Linked DNA regions of Mus musculus: all the other regions are linked to region 1. A link is a contact called in public Hi-C and promoter capture Hi-C data. All regions are on one chromosome and are shown on one strand. The core of a region is the stretch at or near the end of the contact, and the rest is flanking DNA. Distances in the headings are between cores, read along the strand shown. Region 1 holds the start of Gtf2a1 (general transcription factor II A, 1). Region 2 holds the start of Gstz1 (glutathione transferase zeta 1 (maleylacetoacetate isomerase)). Region 3 holds the start of Ahsa1 (AHA1, activator of heat shock protein ATPase 1). Region 4 holds the start of Sptlc2 (serine palmitoyltransferase, long chain base subunit 2). Region 5 holds the start of Nrp (neural regeneration protein).

Evidence for each region. Promoter capture Hi-C pulls out the DNA fragments that hold promoters and counts their contacts. Hi-C and Micro-C count contacts between places; a contact is called where the count stands out from the background.
Region 2: a promoter capture Hi-C map of pre-B cells shows a contact between it and region 1. The contact joins the promoter of Gstz1 here to the promoter of Gtf2a1 in region 1. A contact is called at or near these places in 2 of 39 promoter capture datasets (cranial neural crest and pre-B cells) and 2 of 484 Hi-C or Micro-C datasets (B cells and CD4 T cells).
Region 3: a promoter capture Hi-C map of pre-B cells shows a contact between it and region 1. The contact joins the promoter of Ahsa1 here to the promoter of Gtf2a1 in region 1. A contact is called at or near these places in 3 of 39 promoter capture datasets (cranial neural crest, maxillary cranial neural crest and pre-B cells), 2 of 484 Hi-C or Micro-C datasets (B cells and CD8 T cells) and 1 of 9 other capture datasets (adipose tissue).
Region 4: a contact with region 1 is called in a Hi-C map of CD8 T cells, with 9 times the contacts expected there. The contact joins the promoter of Sptlc2 here to the promoter of Gtf2a1 in region 1. A contact is called at or near these places in 1 of 39 promoter capture datasets (pre-B cells) and 1 of 484 Hi-C or Micro-C datasets (CD8 T cells).
Region 5: a promoter capture Hi-C map of pre-B cells shows a contact between it and region 1. The contact joins the promoter of Nrp here to the promoter of Gtf2a1 in region 1. A contact is called at or near these places in 6 of 39 promoter capture datasets (the HPC-7 cell line, cranial neural crest, frontonasal cranial neural crest and 3 more), 4 of 484 Hi-C or Micro-C datasets (CD4 T cells, the G1E-ER4 cell line, embryonic stem cells and 1 more) and 1 of 9 other capture datasets (adipose tissue).

Annotation. Positions count from the first base shown.
Region 1 is chr12:91,588,321-91,591,066 of GRCm38.p6, forward strand. Gtf2a1 (general transcription factor II A, 1) reads right to left here and starts at 1,329. Exons shown (of 9, transcript NM_031391.2): 1 at 1,215-1,329. The coding sequence starts at 1,244.
Region 2 is chr12:87,146,364-87,149,109 of GRCm38.p6, forward strand. Gstz1 (glutathione transferase zeta 1 (maleylacetoacetate isomerase)) reads left to right here and starts at 1,344. Exons shown (of 9, transcript NM_010363.4): 1 at 1,344-1,481. The coding sequence starts at 1,467. Pomt2 (protein-O-mannosyltransferase 2) reads right to left here and starts at 1,539. Exons shown (of 21, transcript NM_153415.4): 1 at 808-1,539. The coding sequence starts at 1,265.
Region 3 is chr12:87,265,409-87,268,154 of GRCm38.p6, forward strand. Ahsa1 (AHA1, activator of heat shock protein ATPase 1) reads left to right here and starts at 1,320. Exons shown (of 9, transcript NM_146036.2): 1 at 1,320-1,513. The coding sequence starts at 1,434. Vipas39 (VPS33B interacting protein, apical-basolateral polarity regulator, spe-39 homolog) reads right to left here and starts at 878. Exons shown (of 20, transcript NM_001142580.1): 1 at 744-878.
Region 4 is chr12:87,386,991-87,389,736 of GRCm38.p6, forward strand. Sptlc2 (serine palmitoyltransferase, long chain base subunit 2) reads right to left here and starts at 1,365. Exons shown (of 12, transcript NM_011479.4): 1 at 1,056-1,365. The coding sequence starts at 1,181. Gm33444 (a long non-coding RNA gene) reads left to right here. Exons shown (of 3, transcript XR_381803.4): 1 at 1-688.
Region 5 is chr12:87,442,663-87,445,408 of GRCm38.p6, forward strand. It overlaps Nrp (neural regeneration protein), which reads right to left and starts at 1,355. Exons shown (of 1, transcript NM_001013372.2): 1 at 186-1,355. The coding sequence starts at 1,256. The coding sequence ends at 849. It overlaps Alkbh1 (alkB homolog 1, histone H2A dioxygenase), which reads right to left and starts at 1,177. Exons shown (of 6, transcript NM_001102565.1): 1 at 980-1,177. The coding sequence starts at 1,162. It overlaps Slirp (SRA stem-loop interacting RNA binding protein), which reads left to right and starts at 1,234. Exons shown (of 4, transcript NM_026958.3): 1 at 1,234-1,364. The coding sequence starts at 1,268.

The DNA of each region.
Region 1 (2,746 bases), core at 79-2,578:
GCTCCTCTCGCCTCGGGAGCACGCACCTCCCAGCCCCGCGCTCAGCAGCTCTCACTATTTAAAGCCGGATCTGGTGTTTAAATGGAGAGGCGGTGACGTAGGCCTGAAAAGCACCTTCCCATCCTGGCAGAGTCTATATTAGAGAGCGGCAATGGCTCTATATAAACAGGGCAGCCAAAGGGAGGAGGACCACAAGGCGCAGGCACTGAAAAGCAGGGTAAGCGGCCGCAGCCATGATGGATCGACCCGAGTCGCCAACGGTATAGTGTCGGGCAGCCGCAGGCTGCTCTGCGGCGTTTGGGACCGGGCAAAATGAAAAAAAAAAATTTTTTTTAAAAATAAACAAACAAAAAAACAAATATTGTGCTTTATTGTCATAAAAAGAAATCAAGAGATGGGGTGGCCTAGTGATCACATTGCGTTGGTGACTCTTTTAAAAGGTTATTTTTATGTGACTGCTTTTTGCAAACCTACGTGATCGCAAGTAACCAAAAAAAAATTTTTTTTTGCTCCTTTTTAAAAAAGGGAGCAACGGGAAGAAGTAGGCAAATCTCGAGGCGAAAGCGGGGACTCTTGGGCCATTCATGTAGGCTTTGTTTGTTCTGGTGCTTAGGCTAGTCGAAGATACCGCGGGGGTTTTGCTTCCCCTTCGCCATTTTACCCACTGGGGAGGAACCGAGATAAGTGCTTTCCAACCTTCATAATTTTTTTGTCTTTTTTTTTTTCTTTCTTTCTTTCCTTTCGGAGGATTAGTAAAATCGGCCCCAAAGGAGGCTCTCCCAAAGCACCACCTCCGGAGAGCCCCCGAAGGCACGCCCGGCCTCGGCGGTATCCGAGAGGCTTCCCCAGACGCGGGGCTCGACCCGCAGCCGCTCGCTCGGGGACTGGCCGGGTCCGGGTCCCCGCGTGGGGCCATCGCCCGCCCGTCCGCGCCCCGGGGTCGGCAAGCCAGGGCCCCAACGGCCTGCGTGGCCCGCCCCGCGGCGCTCCCGGCCCCCGCCGCCCTCCTCCCGCCAGTCCTCGGCGTCCCCCCCGCCCGGCCAGGCCCGCGGCGGGCAGCGGCGGCGGTGGAGGGCGGAGGGGACCCGGTCGGGAGCGCCGCCTCGCCCGGGCCCGCCCCCGCCCGCCCGCCCGTCCGTCCGTCCGTCCCAGCCAGCCGTTGCCTGCCGCCGGAACCTTCGCAGCCCCCGCCGGCCACCGCACCACGTCCTTACCACGGTGTTTGTGTTTGCCGAGTTCGCCATTTCCACACACAACACAAACAAGAGGGAACGAGATAGAAAGAAAGGAAAAAAAAATTTAAAAAAAAAAAAAAAAAGAAAAAAAAAAAAAAACAACTGAGACCCGGAGGGTGACCCAAGTCACCCGCCAAGAGTGGGGCAAAAAAAAAAAAATCTCTCAACAAAACCGATCCAGAAGGAGTAAGAGGCGGGAGAGCAGGAGGAGGGGGGCACTCCTCCCGCAGCTAAAAACCTCGAGAATCGCCTAAAGAAAAAAGAAAAAATGGGGGAAAAAATTAGCCACGACCCCTTAGGGGGTTAGGGGGCGTCACCCGCTCCCCACTCGGCGCCGAGGAGGGAAACCAACACCGGTCACCGCTCCCCGCGCCACCGCTGCCGCCACCGGCTGCAGCTCCAGCCGTCCGGTCCGCCTGCTTCTCCCCTTTATATAGCGAGCCAACGAGCTGCGCGAGCCGCCGCCGCCGCCGCCGCCGAGAGACAGGGCGGAGGGAGGGAGGGGCGGAAAGGGCGGGGGCAGCGGGGGGCGGGGCCGAGCGCGAGACACCGCGAGAACCGCGTGCGCACGCGCGCCCGGGGCGTCGCCAGGTTTCTTTTCCCCCCCCTCCCCCCCGCCCCGGCTGGGTGGCCGGGTGGGCGGGGCCGCGGGCCTGGAGTAAAGAAGGCGCGCGCCGCGGCCTTTTCCCCACCCCCCTATGGCTCGCGCGATCACGTGGTCCGCACCCTGGCGGAAGCGGTCCGTGGCGGTGGTGGTGGCGACCGGTTGGACCGGGAGGCGTCCTCCGGAGGAGGCTGGGGTATTGAGGGAAGCCAGCGATCAAGGGTACCTAGCGCTGCGTCGGGTGGACGCGCAGCCGCTCCGGTGGAGCGGAGGAGTGGGAGTAGCCGCCGAAGCGATAGGCTTCCCCGGAGGATGGCTGCGGAGGGACGGCGGGTCACGTGGCGCGGCTTCCGGCTCCCGCGCGCTGGGGCTTGGGACAGTTTTTAAATGCGGAGTCATCTTTTGATTCGTGAGCTTAGGTCGGATGAGGAGGAAGTTCGCGCCTCTTGCAAAGGACAGACCTCGTGAAGTTGTGTATAAGTCCAAAGGCTAGGAAAGCTTTGTTCTCCCTCTGTCTACTTTACAGAATTAGGGACGCCTGTAGGTGTTTCCAGCCGTTTGTCTGTACAAAATTAAACTATTAGGTGGTTTGGCTAAAATGCCCCAAAGAGTCAGCCTCTACCAACTCAAAAGTACTTTAGATGACTTCTTAGGGTGGTAGAAATGACGAAAAAAGAAAAGGAACTCGGATACAACTACTACATATTTGACTCCCTGACATACATTACTGCTCTGTTTTTAATGTTACCAGAGTGCTGTGATTTGCACACTGGCCAGCACACAGTGACTAACCACATCTGAAACCCATGCCGTTGACTCATCAACTTGCCTGGCCTGTCCCAAGAGATCAGGCAGAGTCTGTTGGTATCTTGGAGTGCAATTCATCGGGAGTTTGACCTGGGACGTG
Region 2 (2,746 bases), core at 94-2,593, 4.4 Mb before region 1:
GGTGGAAGAACCTAACTCTAAAGGTGCTGATATTCATTCCCCTTCCTGTGATTACGCCTTTGTGTTTAACCCAGTAGTTACAGCTCCCAACAGTCATAAAATGCACCTAATTTATTAATTAGCTTCACAGTAATTTATTAGTTTCCTATAGGAGCAGCCCTGTCAGTGTGTTTGCTTGCTCTTGAGTAAGATCCACTTGTGACACCTTCTATGCTAAGTTTCTGTTTGGTGATATAGAGAAGATAAAACATCCCTTCCAGCTAAAGATCAAGTAACTCTGTGAGCTTGGGAAATGGAATTGAACCAAGCCTCAAGCCACCATCTGTATCATACAAAGTAAGGCCTAGAAAATAATTCTCACAGGATAACACCAGACCTGTTGCTCAGAATCTGTGCCGCCATCTCCCGATACCCAAACTATCCTTACTCTATAGGAATCTTTTTCTTTGAAAATCACGCTTTGGGAAAATTATGTTCTACGAATTTACTAATTTCTCAGCCAAGTTCAAAGAACCTCTGAGTATCACCATTTTAAAGCCAGGTGACTAGAAGACATGAGGACAACTCCTGCAAACTCCGAGTGTGGGACCCCCACCAGGGCAAACCTATTCTCCGAGGTTTGACACACCGGAAAGCTTTCCCCAGCCACCCCCTACTCCCCTCGAAATACAACTGAGTTTCTCTACCGCCAAGGACCTGTCGTGCCTCCGATGAATCCCGCCCACTTCGCGCCCTCAAGCCAATCAGAGGGTGGCGTCACTCCCTCTCAGTTGCCATGGTGCCCGCCAAGTCCTTTCCGCCACTTACCAGATGTGAGCAGGCTGGTCCAGCCGGTGAAAGCGGGTGGCAAAGGACAGCAGCGTCACCACAGCCAACGTGGCCCACCACCCTGCCGCCTGGAAGCGCCGCGAGCTCCAAGCAGGCCGTTTAAGTTTCCGTGCTGCAGCCTGGGGGACCACGTCTCGGCTCACGGCTCTGGCAGCCTGCGGCACACAGCGGCCCCTACGGGGACGCAGCTCGGAGCCCGCTAGGCCACCGCCTATGGCCGGCGGCATCCTCCCCTTCCGAAGGATCACCCTCCGGGCCGGAGGCACGCCGGGTCTTGTCCGCTGCCCCGTCAAGGGGTCATAAGAAGGCGTCTCGAGGTGCCATGGGATTTGTAGTTCCCTCCGTTTGCCGCGGAGCGCCGGGCCCCGGGCTCTGGGCGGGGCGGAAAGTGTGGTGGCCGCCCGGGCAGCTAAGAGGCGGCCTGAGGCGTAGAGCATTGCGGGAGGCGGAGGGAAACCAAGGACTGACAAACTCGAGTCGGCTCATGAACTACAACTCCCAGCAGCTCAGGGGGCGGGGGCGGGGCCAGCCCGAAGGAGGGAGGCCATCTAGTCCAACCTTCGCTCTCTGGACCCCGCTAGGCCTCAGTCATCTTCTAGTCCCGAGAGCTGACTTTCTTGGCCGGCCGACCGGGCGAGATGCAAGCCGGGAAGGTCTGTGCCCCACGTCCGGGGATGAGGGTCTCTCCTGAGAAACGCGGAGAAGAGCTGTGGGGGGGGGCGGGGCTGAGAGCTCGCTTCTTCGCGTGGCGCCACAACGACTCCCGGCGTGCACCTCGGCGCCCGCTCACTCTACACCTGCGCGCTGGCCGCTGAACCTTATGGTGGTGGTAGATTGGGCCGGGAAGGCTAAACTTGGAAGCTTTTGAGGGGCGTCCAATCGCGCTTTTCCCTGCTTCGGGTAGACAGACCTCTTCTAGGGCTTTCAAACATGGTTCCCTACTTTGCAGTTTCGCGGCGCCCTTCGTATGTCTCTCAGGGGACCTGGTGGTCCAGGCATGCACCAAAGGCAAGGGGGAAAGATGTGACTCTTTAACGACGTTAATAATCACTTGTAGTATCTGCTCAGGTTTCTAGTTTTGTCGGTTTGGCTCTAAGAAACGATCTTGCTGTGCAGCCCAACCTGACTTTGAACTTTGACTCTCCCGCCCCCGCCTTCCAAGTGCTGGGATTCCAGGCTGTGGCATATGGAGCGTCCAGGGTTTAAGTCGAACTTCTTTAGTCCACCCTAGAGCCATTTGTATTTAAGCCATTGCTGGAATGGAGCTGCGAGTGTGTTTTATAAGAGACTTAAAATTGAGTCTCTTAGGAGGGCCGATATGTAGGAAGGCGGCACATTAGATGCAAAGGACATTGCATCCGGTTAATATAGATTTTCCACATACAGATGTGATTTTTCAGGATTTTAATCATGTAAGAAATGGTATAAAAACAGCTAGGGATGTACGCAACTCTGACGTAGCTCCTAGCATGGGCCGAGTCTCCCACAACAGAAAAACTGCAAATTTAAAGTCGCCAGAATGCATGTTTGAGTTGGAAACATGATCCTTCCCGGTGCTAATTAAACGGACATTCTACTTGATATTAAAAAGTAGCTGTTCAAGTGCAAAAATCGCCAGGTGGTTTGCTGTTAGTGCTTAGCTGTGATTTCTCTCCCTGTTTATCTAAAAGCACATAGGAGACAAGCCTCCAGATGCTCTGCAGAGAGGGTTAGGATTGTCTTTATCAGGTTAACTGATGTGGGAGAGTGACACCATTCCCTGGGTTGGGTCTGGCTGGGCCCATAATAAGGGGGAAGTCAGCCAAGCACCAACACACAGCATTGTTCTGTTTCATGCTGTGGATGCATAGGTTACTTACCAGCTGTTTCAGGCTGCTCTTCCCCCAAACCCCACCCCACCCCCACCCCAGGTGACTTA
Region 3 (2,746 bases), core at 70-2,569, 4.3 Mb before region 1:
GAAAACTAGACAGATCTTTACAATGGTAACTAGAAATAGGTAGAGAATATGTCTAACAAACTTAGTACTTCACCAAGAATTCTTAAGACTCTTTTTACAGTAGTGGATACATTGTATTTCGAGTGACAAAAGAGACCGTGATTTACGTGGTAAGTAAAATGGTAACAATTTATAACTCTAAGAATGCTCAAAGGAAAGCGGGCTTCAACGTGATTTAAAATGCTTCCGAGATTTGATCTTATCGTCACCTGTACACTGACAGTCTGACATGGATAGGGGGACAGATGCGAGAGGACGGGAACACGACATAGGGAAAACAGGACCCGTTTAAAACACAAAACAAAACAAAACCAAAAACCAAAACCCTACAACCAAGAGGTTCCTTGCCTCAGGGTACTGTAGAAACCAGCTACTGGAAGTTAAGCTAGGTTTTTAAGGCGATGTTTGAGAACAAAGACCTGAGAGATTGGATTACAGGAGCAAGGTCCAGGAAACCACGCATCTACCACAAACACCAGAGCCTAGAGGGTGCCTGAGAAGACATATTCAGAACCAAATGTTGAGTAAGCTGCTTTGAGGCTTGCTGGAAAGCCCCATCTCGGAGCTCCCAAGAGTGGTCCCGACAGAAGAAGGTCGGAGTGAGAGTGTAAGGATGCCTCAGAAAAGACAGGGAAAGAAAAGGGTGCGGAGAGGGTGGGTTCACCTAGACACGAGGCCTAGACAGGGGCTTGGGACACCCTCACCTCTTCCACACCGAGCGCTCCTTCTCAGGACAGCGCCAGGCTCAGCCGCTGGACCAGCCTTTCTAAACAGGCTGTGAGGCATAGAGAAGAGCAGAAGGGGACAGCGGAGAAGAGTCTGAAGAAGGTGAAAGGAATACCCGCAAAGCATCCTGGAAGTTGTAGTTCCATAACCTCTATCATTCTTTCGTCCTCCCTGCGGGCCGCGAGGCTTCTGGACTAGCATTCCCAGAAATACTAGCGCATAGTGCTAGGTCATTTCCTTTACTTTCAGCATGACCTTCCGCAGTTATCGGAAGGGTTGGTTTAAAGACTACAACTCCCATCAGGCTCAGCAAGGTCGGTTTAGGGCCCAAGGAGACAATGAGAGGAATATTTTGTGTCCTAGCCGGTGGGGATTAGGATCTTGAGGGCCTAGACTTAAGAGCTTTTAAGATAAACTGAGAGAGCTGGAAGGAACGCCAGAAGTTACGGAACCTACGGCTCGGCGAGCTGGAACGGAAGTACCCGGTAAGAGCGAGGAGGAGCCGGAAGTTAAGGCTGGGAGGGGGTTGGGGTGGAGGGAAAAGCAAGCCAGGAGGTGCTGTGCTGCTTCTAGTAGTTTCCAGGCGCTGCCAGGCGGCTGGGACCGAGCGGTCCTCAGGCTGTGGCTGCGGCTGCTTGGGAGCTGGTAGCGGTGCGATAAGTGAGCTGATGGCCAAGTGGGGTGAGGGAGACCCACGCTGGATCGTGGAGGAGCGGGCGGACGCCACCAACGTCAACAACTGGCACTGGTATGGGCCAGCAAGACAGGCCGCAGGAGCACTGTTAACAGGCTAGGGGTTGGAGGTGTCTGGGACCTTGGCGAGTACGGGACCCAAGTAACCCTGGCCTGGGGTTGGGCGTGAGTCCTTTCTGTAGCAGGGGTCCCCTCCATCCCTCGCCACCATCACAGTCTTAGGGGCGATGGGTTCGACATGGACTGCTGAGTCCCCAAGGAGGAATTTCAGAGCGAGAACAGAGTGCCCTAGTTGCTGCATCCAGCCTGAGCCGGGTGATACTTCCTACACGTGGCCGCAGGCGTCCTTGAGATCCAGACCCCTGCCGATTGTGTTGGGAGTCTGCTGGGGAATTCGAGAGCTCCAGGCGCGGTAGTTGTTGGTTTGCGGGTTACAGTGAAAGCAAAAGTCATAGGGGACTACTGCCTCAGTCCAGCGTGAGAAGCTTTGGAACGTGATCTGCAGGGCACTTGGAGCTTCGGGATGCTGAACGCAATGCAGTCTCCTACCCGGAACTGTTAAGTTCTGTTGTAACAACTCCAGGTTGCCCGGCAGTCATGATTTTACAGCCTAACCGGTCTTGGAAGCTGCCTCATCTCTCAGAAATCTTCTGGAAACAAAGTTATTTGGAGTGCCACTGAACTTTACAGACATTATATTTTTTTTCCTCAGTTATAGCTTTTTGATTTTTAAATAGCTGTACTAGAAGGGCAAAGAATTGATTTTTACCGTCTTTTTTTTCCCCCTTCAACCTGTCTCTTTTTAACATTCTACTTGATGTAATTTTTCTTGTGGACTTTGTGACACTGTCTAGAGGATGTAGGATGTGTAGGGCAAAGTTTGAACACTGAACGGGACACAACACTGTTAATGAGGCTAGCATTATTGTTGGTTTGTTTTGTTTTTTTAAACTGAAGTTCTTAGCAAAAATGCTTGCTTGTCTTTGCTCTCCTGACTTAAGCAGTATGGTCACATCTTTCTTCTTGGCCAAATGGGGGCGCCATTTTAACGGTCAAGGCTCATTGTGCTAAGACTGGAAAGTATTAACTTGGTTTGCACAGCACCTCTCTTTGTTGACAACTCGCCACCCCTTTGGATTCCTAAAAGTAGCATGTTTGTGGACATTCTAGGGTAGAATTGAGAGGGTTGGGTTGTTTTCTGCCTCCTTTAACCTTGCAGTCACCTGCTGAATGAAACAGTGCGTTCTCCTCTTGACTGCCAGCCCTTAGCGCTGCTTCTGTCTTGCAG
Region 4 (2,746 bases), core at 115-2,614, 4.2 Mb before region 1:
CATGTCTGGAAACAAGCAAAATACTGCTAGGAATTCAGAATTCTGTAAGATAGTTTAGAAGTTCATGGATATGGTTGATGATTCAACTTCAGTTAATTAATACAAGGACTCATGACAACTTACCACTGGATTAAGCAACGCCCTCCACGATAGCTCTATTGCGCCGTGAAGGGGCCACCTAAAATCCTATCTGGATGGTGGGATGGGGGTCTCACCAATCGCACAACGGGACAATTTTCAAGACAAGACCCCCGAGGAGGTTCCCTGCCAAGGTTTTCCCCATAAAGGAAGTCCAGAACGTGATAGGAAGAGGCTGTCCGGTTGTGCTTCCACAACTGCACTGCCTAACTTTCTCAGAGCGTCAGCTTCCTTTTGGGGCTGCAAGACTCTACAGGAAGCATGTACTCGAGGGGACCCGGGCAGGAACCCGAGAAAGTATCGCCGGACTTCGAGGGAAAGATTTCCTCTGCTTCCCACTAGGAGCGGCCTGCACTTTTTTTTTTTTTTTTTTGCGTGATCCACATGGTTAAGAACCAGAGACTTGCAGAGGAAGCCCAGCCTCCAGGGCCCTTCAGAACAGCAAATGCTGAGGAGCCGGGCAGACCTCAGGAGTCCCGCGTGGCTGAGGAGCCCCGGGAGGCTGGAGAGCCAGGCAGAACTAGGGGACACCGCACACCTAAGAAACCAGGTAAACCTTGGGACCCCCGCAGGGCAGAGAACCACAGCTCATCGCTGCGGAGCCGGGTAGTACTGGGAAGGCTCGAATAACTGGAGAAGCGGGCAGAACCGAGGAGCCCCTCACGGTGAGGGAGCCCCACATAGTTGTAGAGTCCCGCGCTGCCCTTGAGTCTCCCTCCCGCTCAGGGGGGAGGCCCAGCCAGCGCCGGCTCCCCGTCGCTCAGCACACCTGAGCCGCGCCCAGCCGCCAGCCGGCCACTGACCGGCCCGCGCGGCTGCCCGTCCTCCCCGGCCCGGCCCGGCCCAGCCCGGGCATCGGCTCGCGGGGGTCCCGGCCCACCGCCCCGATCTCGCCCAGCCTCTCGATCCCATCGTACCTGGCCGGCAGCCGCGACGGTGGCGGTGCTGCTCCTCAAGTACCCGTTCCTCACTTCCCCGTTCTTGACGCAGCCGTTCGCCCGCATCGGGCGGCGGCAGCAGCAGCCTCCGGGCTCCGGCCGCATCCTCCCGGCAGCACCCGGCAGCAGGACAGGCTCTGGAGGTGGCGGCGGAGCCAACTCCCGCTCCGCACCGCACCCACCTCTCCGAAACCGGAAATGGCTGCAGCGCCGCTGCCAATTCCCGGTCCGGCCGTCACGCGAGGGCGGGGCCACCCGAGAAGACGGGGCTCGCCGAAGCCCGGCAGCCGGAGGGAACATGGGGCGGGGTCTATCGGCTATTGACCAATCCAAAGGCGAGAGGGGCGGATCTCATGCTGATTCTGGCGAATTAAGAGCAAGGGAAAAGCGGCTTGCAGACATCAAGGGGACTTCTTCAGAGGAACTCGAGAACTGAGCAATTGATTGGAGCCCTAGCCAGGTCGTAGGTGGAGCTTTGCCGCCTACTGGTCCAGGTTGAGAAGGAGGCGGAGCCCGGAAAGGAACAGCCAATTAGAGTGTGGAGAAAGAAACAGGGGCTGAGCCTATTTCCAGAGCCTGTTCCCGGTTCTCTAGCACTGGTGGTGGTTGCCCTCTGTGCCCTTCCTCCCGAGAGGTTCTCAGGTTGAATCCGAGCCCAAGACAGGCAGCTCCTTTATTTCATTAGCAAATTCCTCTGTGGGTGTTAATAGAATAGCCTTTTTGACAGTCTCTCACTGTTCTTCATTGTGAACTACGCGAACGCCTCGCGCGCACATCACTTGTTTCTATCCGGGTTTTCCTAGGGCAATTTCCTTTGAAGACTTTCCTTGAAAGTCAGGAGACTTGATCTGTTTCCAGATCTTGTGATAACTGAAACTGAAACTTGAGGAATTAACTCCTTTAGGAGCCAAGTTCTTTTAAAATTCTTCCTGCTTCATGGACTCATTTGCCAGAATTACATTAGTAAAGCGCTGGACACCTATCACAATACCTAATCCAAATCAGTAGCAAAAGAAATTGATCTACATTTCAGCATTACAAAGACCTTTAGTTACCCATAAAAAAAAAAATCAATGTCATAATTAAGAGTATGACTCAGTCTAGGTTTGAATCCTGGCTGCCTCACCTACTAGCTGAGTGACCTCTATGTTCCTCTGCTCAGGGGGATAATAACAGTTGCCATAAGAGAATCTAATGAGTTAATGCCTGTAATGTATTTTGCTTAGGACCTGGCAATTAGTAAGTATTCATTAAGTGCTGGTTATTATTAATTGCCGAATGCATCTGTGTGAATCCCTGTGTCACACAACCCCTTCTCCCCTGGAGCTTTAGAACTGCGTTGGCAAGGTTATTTGTTTTGCTTGATTTAGAAGAGGTACTCTTAACAGCAAGTGGAGCAAGGACAAAACTTTCAAGTCACAAACCCTTTGATCTCAAAAGTGAACACGAGAATCAAAAAGAACTCTATGGGGCCTGGAGAGATGGCTCAGCAGTGAAGTACTGGACACTGCTTGTCCAGAGTACCTGGATTTGGTTCTAGCACCCACATGGTGGCTCACAGCTATCTATAACTCCAGTGCCAGAGGAATCAAAGCCTTATTCTGATTTCCCAGGGCACCAGACACAAACTTGGTGCACATACATACATGCAGACAAGACACTCACAGACA
Region 5 (2,746 bases), core at 105-2,604, 4.1 Mb before region 1:
TTTTTTTTTTTTTTTTTTTTAAATATGACTATGGCCAGGCAGTGGTGGTGCACACCTTTATCCCAGCCCTCAGGAGGCAGAGGCAAGGAGGATCTCTGTGAGTCTGAGGCCATCTTGGTCTACAGAGTGAGCTTCAGAAAAGGCAAGGATACACAGAAACCCTGTCTTGAAAAACCATACATAAACATACCCTCTGGCCCCTTTCTTCTCATCACGAAGAAATAGGGAGGGTACATAAATTGTTTAGATTTAGCTTAGAAGTTTATTTACATGTCTACGAGTGCTCTCCTGTGGAGCTCAAGAGAGGGTGTCTGATCCTCCGGAAGAGTTACAAGAAGGCTGTGAGCTGCCACGTGGCTGCAAGGAACCAAATCTACTTGGTGTTCTTGGGAACACCAGTAGGTAAATGCTCTTAATTACTGAGCTATCTCTCCAGGCTCCTAGATTCTCAGGAAAAAAACCTGCTAATTTTACCTTTACTTTCAAAGCCTCAGAGAAGACAGGGTCGATCGAGTCTCAGGCCCAACGGATTAACGGTTTGAGACTTATTAAATGGCTGCTTTTATCTGAAGTTATGAGGCCACCCTAACGTCCACGAAGATGTTCTTCTGAGCTTTACACAAAATATCGTATTAGTATTAAACAGATAGTTAAGGAGGTACAAGCAATTTCCAGATTTTTTTCTTTCTTTCTTTCTTTTCTTTTCTTTCTTTTTTTTTTTTTAGCAAGGTCGCGTGGGTTGGGGGAAATGGCGGCAGGGCACAAGCCGTGGCCCGCGTGGGTTGGGGGAAATGGCGGCAAGGCACAAGCCGTGGCCAGAGCGTTGGGACAGCGAGGCAGCTGGTCGCTCATCGCTCGACATTACAGCTCACTGGACAGGCCCAGCAGGGGCTTCCCTCCAAAGCCGGCCCGGAGGCGGCCCAGTCTCGGGTGGCCCAGTCGGCCGCTAGGCTGGCACACACTACTCCTCCTTTCCTACCTGGGGCACGCCGGGCTTCGGGCTCCGAGCCAAGTGCGCCTCTGAGAAGTCGATGACGGCTCCCAGGTCCGCTGTCCCCGGCCGGCTCTGCCGGTAGAAGCGGAAAAGCTTCCGGAAAGCATCCTCTCTGGGCTCTGCAGCCAGCGTGGCTAATGAAGCCACAGCAGCCGCCATCTTCCCCATCTCGAGGCTGCCAACAGTTTGGCCCGGAAGCAGAACTCGAAATTCCGGCTCTGGCAGGTTCTTCCGGGGTCACGACTCCAGGGTTTCGATTCATTCCGTTTTAACATGGCAGCCTCCGCCATAAAGGGGCTAAGCGCACTGCGTTCCAGTACTGGTCGGCCTATTGCGTTTGTCAGAAAAATTCCTTGGACCGCGGCAGCGAGTGAGTGATGGAGATGAGGAAGGGCGCAGTCTTTATGTTTTATTTTAAGTAACGCGTAAAACCTATGTACAAACTCGCAAAACATAACTTCTCTGTAAAGAACCTTAGTCTACATGGTCAGGCGGTTTGCTTTTTTTTAATTTTTAATTTCATTTATTTATTTATTTATTTATTAATTATTTTTTAAGGAGCGCTTTCCTAAATTTGCCCGTCACCCTTACGCCTTGCTCAGGGACGCATGCTGATACTCTTTTGAAAAGAACACAAGTGGTTTGCTCTTGAGTAAATTCTTGCGCATAAAATTTTGCTTCGGGTTAACTCTTTAGGCACGATCCTCTCCACTCGCCCGATCGACAGTAGTCAGTCATTCGGAATGATTTGGTGGAAAGATTAATTATTTGCTTACTTGGACACTCACGAGTCAGAAGGAGCTATTTTGACCTCAGGGGAGCTTGACTTTCAAGTGGCAAGAACGAAGGGGTGGAGATGAGAGAAGAGATTCATTTGGTTCAAAGATGAAATTTGGACCAAGGAATTGATAAAGGGGACGAGTCGGAATCACTTAGTTTTTAAAGTAAAACCGACAGCATATTTGCTGGTTTGCGGAGAAAGGTGTACACTCCAGATTCCTAGCATAGATGACCAGCGGTTTTAGAATTGAGGAAGAAGAAACCTAGAGAAGATTAAAAGTTGCAGGATGTGAATTTGAGCTGCTTGTGGGGTCACTCGACAGCATTTGGACAGAGGTAGCTCGTGATTGAAACTTTAATAGTTGTATAATCCGAATAATGAAGTCAATATGGCAAAGGGTCTCATAGGACTTTTTAATTGTCTAAAAAGTGTAATCTGTAATACCTCCCCCATAGAATTGGGGAGAGGAATAAATAAGTTTATAGATGAACTTGGTAGATTTATGCTAGAATGTAAGTATCTAACAAGTGATAGTGGTTCTATTTACATGGTTGTTAAAATTGATGCACAGAAAAGGCTAGTCTGGGGATAGAGAGTTGGTTAGTTCTCCAATGACTTAGCACTTTTGCTTTTGTCAGTGCAATTTAAAGTATTTATGTATGTTGTCAGTGTGGGTGAGTACAGATAAATGAAGGTGCCCCATGTAGTACAGAAGGGGGCATTGCATCCACAGGAGCTGGCATTACAGGCAGTTTGAGCCCTCCTGATGTGCATCCTTAGAACTGAACTTGGGTCCTCTGTAAGAGCAGTATGTACTCCTTTTTGTTGTTGTTGTTGGTGGTGGTTTTTCGAGACAGGGTTTCTCTGTCCTGGCTGTCCTGGAACTCATTCTGTAGATCAGGCTGGCCCCGAACTCAGAAATCTGCCTGCCTCTGCCTCCCAAGTGCTGGGATTAAAGGCGTGTGCCACCA